2 separate regions of the Mus musculus genome follow, and region 2 is linked to region 1. The links are chromatin contacts, called in public Hi-C maps. All regions are on one chromosome and are shown on one strand. The core of a region is the stretch at or near the end of the contact, and the rest is flanking DNA. Distances in the headings are between cores, read along the strand shown.

Region 1 (2,816 bases), core at 131-2,630:
AGAGGTTCTGCCAAAGCCTTACAAATACAGAGGCGGATTCCCACAGCCATCCATTGGACTGAGCATGGGGTCCCCAGTGGAGGAGTTAGAGAAAGGACTGAAGGAGCTGAAAAGGTTTGCAACCCCATAGGAAGAACAACAATATCAACCAAGCAGACCCCCCAGAGCTCCCAGGGATTAGGCCACCAACCAAGGAATACACATGGCTCCAGCTGCATATGTAGCAGAGGATGGCCTTGTCAGGCATCAATGGAAGGAGAGGTCCTTGGTCCTATGAAAGCTCAATAGATGCCCCAATGTAGGGGAATTGAGGGTGAGGAGACAGAGGTGGGTGGTGGGTGGAGGAACACCCTCATAGAAGCAGGGGGAGGGGATAGGAAGTTTCTGGGAGGGGGGAAACTGGGAAAGAAGATAACATTTGAAATGTAAATAAAGAAATTATCCAACAAAAAAAAATGGTGAAAAAAAAAAAGAAACAGGGAGAAGAGCTCTCAGGTCCTTAGGCCCATGAATTAGGTACTTTCTTCCTCATTTTCGTGTTAGTATGGAGAGGGAGGGGAGAAGGAAAGGGAAGGGGAGAGTGAATGAGTGAATGAATGAATGAATGAATGAATGAATGAATGAATGAATATGAGAATGAATGAATGAATGAATGAATATGAGAATGAATGAATGGCTATGGATGAATAAGTGTGCGTGAATGATAATCTCTAAAGTGGGAGAAGGAAGCCAGAAGCTGCATCCTGCAGAGAAAATGGTGTTCAGTGGCTCCGTGGCAGTTGTTTATGACAATGTTTTGCACTTCGGGTATCTCTAGTATTTATCAGGCTGACTGAGAAGCCATATAGCGTGGAATCACTGTGGACTATATTGCTTTTGCTCCTGAGCATGGCCAGCAGCAGTGCTCAGAACCCAGCATGCTGGTGTTTTGGTGAAGCCATAGCTTAGCCCAGCACTGAAGCTCCTGTAAATATCAGATATAGAGGAGAGATGCTCCTGCCTGCCTCGTGTCCTCCATACAGCCTTCAGACTGTCTTCTGGTGTCGCATTGGACTTTCCTGATGCTGAAAATCTGTCAGATAACGTAAGACACTGCTTTGAAGTTTTCCTGTGTGCATGATGTTAGACAGAAGCAGACGTGGCATGATATTTTCTTGAAGGTGACATGGTACTACTATTTTAAAGGAAAGGATCTGCTCTATAGGGCATTTTTAAAACTCTCTAATCATTACCCCTTAAGTTAACATCCCTCTGAGATGGAGAGGAAGCATTGCAGGAGGCCGGCCTGTGGCTTGCTGTTGGCTTTGGGTATGCACTGCTCTGCCAAGACAATGGGAACCCTGGAGTATTCTACAGGGCTGTGCCTGAGGCTTCTATTCCCAGAATAACTCTGGCATCTGACAACTGACTCAAACAGGCAGTCCACGCAGCATTTTAGGTCTGCTCTGTGGGCAGGGAATTACTTTCAAGTGACAGCCTCATTTCGGCCACTTCTGCGGAAATGTCAGTAACGAACATTGCTTGAAAGAGCTGAGCTGAAGGTAATTTGAAGCCACTCCAGGGAATCCAGATTTGCTTAAATTCAGAACTTAATGCTGAGAGCCTTATATTGAATTATACATATATGTTATATTAAAATGTCTATATTTCATTTTTATATTAAAATGTTTCCATAAAGTATATTTTGATCATGTTTATGTTGACCTTACATTACCTTAGCATTAACTCCAGGAAGCAGCAAGGCGAACATTGTACTCGGTTAATAACGGCATGAACAATTTCTGGGTGAGTGTCTGGCGTGCAGTGGATACTCTCTTCTGATAAAAACACCAAACTGAATGTGCCACATTTCTGGTACTAATCAGCTAAGGCTGGTGCATGTTCCATAAATTTGAGCTTTTCAGACAGACACACAAGCCACACTTTGGGATTCCTAGGCCAAGTATGGCTTCTGAGACTCCATTGTACTGATGTGTTCATATACAAAGCCAGACGCCCGTTAAGTGATATCCCGGTCACTTTTGATGCTTTAGATATTTCATGATGGACACAAAATGATCATGAAGTGTTTCTCACATGTGGCTTTCCAGGTACATCTTCCTGATGCCTGAAAGTCCAACCACCATGAGAACATGAAATTCCTGAGAAAGGACTCTTTCATTCAGGGAACATGGAGCTGCCTGGGGTTGTATCCTGGGAGACAGAACCAGGGAAGATGGTAGAGGAAAGAAAGGACAGAGAAATAGATTGTGCGTCTGGTTGTTAAATACCACAGGCGTCACAGGCTGTAGGTGATGGTGAATGTAGAGTCAGGAGCACGGGCAGTATGGAAGACAGGAGTCCACAGGGGCGACACCCAGTAAGAACAAACTGTCATCAAAATGGAGGAAAGTTGGCTTCCAGTAGAGCAGACAGGACGTTTTATCTCTGAAGAGCATAGAGGTTTGGAGAGAACAGGAACATCAAGGGTGTTGTGGATATATGAAGCCAAAAGGCCTACAAGAAGAGGTTCCTGGGAGAGGTTAGGATAGAATGACTCCTGAGATTCCATCAACGCTAGGTGTGTTATTTGGGCAAGTTCTGGTTTTAGGAACTGGAGTTATTAGACACTAAACCTCTGTTCACAGTGTAGTTTCTGTTGACACAACTTTTTCTAACCATTAGGCTTCATCATCTAACCAGGTGGCAGGGGATTTAGACTCTGGGGCCCATCCTAGACCTTTGGGGGAAGTGGGTTGATAATGGGTGTGGGACTGGAAGGGCCAAGGGTGACCAAGAGGTAAGAGAAAGGCGGTGTCAGTTTCAGAAGCCAGAGA
Region 2 (2,816 bases), core at 206-2,705, 430 kb after region 1:
CTATAGGATTGCAGATCCCTTTAGCTCCTTGGGTACTTTCCCATTTTTCTTTGATTAATATTCTTATACACGCACACATATGCATGTATGTGTATGTACATGTTAATTAACCAGCTGAGTCCATTGTTGGTATACCTTGGGTTTAAGGAACAACCGGTCTGCTTTAGACAGGCTATGGGGCTGATCCTGGGGAGAGGGTAATTCCCAGCCAGCGTTAGTTGCCTGTAGTTCTTTGTCCTGGGGTGGGACCCGGGACAAACTACCTGGGGTAGGTAGAACTTTCCCCAGTCCACATTAGGATGTTCATTGTTATTGTTATCCTTGTCTTGTTTACGTAGCCATTTCCAGAAGACATTGTTTCAGAGCACATTTCCTGGAGTTCTGGCTCTAACAGCCTTTCTGCTCTTTTTATCTTTGTCCTGTCTTCCATGTTCCCTGAGCCATAGATTCAGGGGTTGTGATGTAGATATATCCATTGGGGCCCGGGTTTCCATGATCATTTGATCTCTGTGGTGTGTGCAGTTGTGGTTTTCTGTGATGGTCTCCATTCAAAGAACACTTCTTGCTTGTCCCCATTGTTGAATTCTGGATTTAAATCCTACGGAGTAGAAGAAGATCATTTCGTCATTGTTTGTGTAAAACTAACATACCTAAAAAGTTAAATCTGTAACATGTACCTTCATTATCGGTCAGTTCCTAGGATCCCTGTTTTGTTTCTGTGTCATTTTTTGCCCCCTGTCTCCTTTCACAGCAGCATGTCTCAGTTTGTTCACGGTTAGCTATTGCATGTTCTGGGATGTTACTATGACATTGCTTATTATAGACCATAGGTCATTCGTGTAACGGTGATTATCATTTTGGCTATAGTGTATTGTTACTTAAAAGCAGACATATGCTGCGTAGTTTGTTACACTTGAACTAGGTAGGAGGGGCAGCTATGTAAGGGCTGTGGTCCTGGGTACAGGCTCCTAGGACTTGTGGTCCTTTCTCTTCCTTATTTCCAGTGACTGCTGCTCTCAGTTCCTTTTTGTGGAATAGCAGTCAGAACCACACACTCTTATGGGCTATTCTAGGAGGATTTCTACTCATGCTGACACACGTTAAAGCCATAGAGCAGGGCCTGGCTAAGCCTCACACTGAGAATTCAGGTGATTGTGCTGTGATTGACTCTTTCTTTATATGTGAGCCTAGGCAGACTGGCTCAGGTCACACATCCTGACGGAGGTATCTCTGATTCTAAGTGGTAGAGGGAAATATTTATGTTTCTCGAGTCTAGGTTCATGAAATTGACAAAACGACAGGTTGTCCAGTGTGACTAGTTTGTCCCTGTCACCATAGTTACGTGATGAAGGCATATCTCTAGCTTATTAATCTGCCTCTCTCCCAGAGCTGTGCAGATCTTATAAACAACCCCCGGGCCTTGAATTCCCTCCCTCTTCCTTTTCTCACCAGAGCTAGCTAATGCTGCTCAGCTAGGTCATCTCATTAAGGGACATCCCTGCATGCCTGCTGCCACTGAACTGCCCACGTGTGACCAGTAACTCAGCACTCACAGCATTTCAAGGAAAAATATGTAATAATAAATCCTGACTTCCCTGTGCATACAAACCCACTAGAGAAAGGAATAAATTAACTGAAGAATCTCGTGAAATACCACACAAGTAAGCTTTGTGTGTGTGTGTGTATCTTTGGGGAACAATCCCAACAATTAAATAGTCATTGCATGTATCACCAGATCGCCTATTTAACACAGACAATTATTTGCATGTCTTTCTCCATCATGCCTGTGTATGCACTGTTGTTTCATTCTGTCAAGTGTTAGGGGAAAAGGCTCTGCTTACATCAGTGTAGCATGCCTGCCCTCTAGTGTCCACATGGAGAATGGTATTCACATTCTTTTAAATTCTTAAAATCATGAAAACTTTCTGGCAGTGGGGTCACTGATATTTCAGGAAGCTGTGTAGTCACTAGGTAGTTAGTGTAGTTAAAAGACCCACAGGGTGGTCAAGGCATAGTGAGGGCTCTTCAGATCCTGGTCTTCTGCCTTCCTGAAACAGATACAAATAGTATGCAGACAAATTAGCATGTCCGTGTTCTAATACAGCTATTTATATATAAATATGTGTAAATACAGTTTGGCCTGTGGGCTGAGGTTGACCTAATCTATGCTACCTGTCTAGCCCCCATTGTCTTTGACTCCTTTTGTGAGCATAGTCATTTTCTCCTGGTCTTGGTTTGATTTTAAGACAGATTTGACATATCTCAGCAGGACATTCTTATTGGCAAAGTGCATGAAAACCGCCTTTAACATGCAATTAGATGTGGCCTATTTTTAAAACTAAAAAAGAAATCCAGTTAACTGTTAACTGTCTCTAGTGTCAGGTGATGTAGAACTCTCTGCTACAGGAGCTGTTGTGACAGCCTTACCTGTAAGTGCCGGGGATGAAGGAAAGCCCCTCTCCCATTGGAGGAAATGGATGACCACCTCCTTCATCGCAACTGATAGTTGGATAAGAGCCTACGGGATAATTTATTGGGAATACCACATTGTTGCTCAACAGCAGCCTTGAGATGCATACATTCAAAGATAACTATCCTCTCTTAAACCTTGCAAATGGTTTGCCCTCTGACCCTGCTTTGTGGAGGGTGTGATGTAAGACCCACAGAAGAATGAGATGTCTGAAAAATAGGTTCCCTCACCTACCTTAATTTCAAAATATGTGAGCTATATAACAATAATACCATTTAATGTGTCCAGCTCATTACATTAAGATGTATGTAATTAGAACACTAAAATAGGAAAAAGACTGAAAACC

Evidence for each region. Hi-C and Micro-C count contacts between places; a contact is called where the count stands out from the background.
Region 2: a Hi-C map of cerebellar granule neurons shows a contact between it and region 1, with 3 times the contacts expected there. The contact joins two enhancer-like sites. A contact is called at or near these places in 1 of 39 promoter capture datasets (hippocampal neurons), 2 of 15 datasets of contacts at CTCF or cohesin (embryonic stem cells and pro-B cells), 94 of 484 Hi-C or Micro-C datasets (the BV-2 cell line, the Ba/F3 cell line, the C10 cell line and 49 more), 7 of 115 datasets of contacts at active chromatin or transcription factors (astrocytes, a beta-TC-6 cell line, differentiating embryonic stem cells and 1 more) and 1 of 9 other capture datasets (liver).

Annotation. Positions count from the first base shown.
Region 1 is chr1:23,820,446-23,823,261 of GRCm38.p6, forward strand. All of the region lies in intron 2 of B3gat2 (beta-1,3-glucuronyltransferase 2 (glucuronosyltransferase S)), which reads left to right. Among named protein-coding and RNA genes, the nearest start is that of B3gat2, 60 kb to the left of the region's middle. Within about 2 kb of position 1,381, at least 4 of the 459 cell types and tissues checked have an H3K27ac peak or open chromatin away from gene starts, as enhancers often do. A contact at or near this core is called in cerebellar granule neurons and cerebellum, where this site is marked.
Region 2 is chr1:24,247,471-24,250,286 of GRCm38.p6, forward strand. All of the region lies in intron 37 of Col9a1 (collagen, type IX, alpha 1), which reads left to right. Among named protein-coding and RNA genes, the nearest start is that of Col9a1, 71 kb to the left of the region's middle. Within about 2 kb of position 1,456, at least 29 of the 459 cell types and tissues checked have an H3K27ac peak or open chromatin away from gene starts, as enhancers often do. A contact at or near this core is called in cerebellar granule neurons and cerebellum, where this site is marked.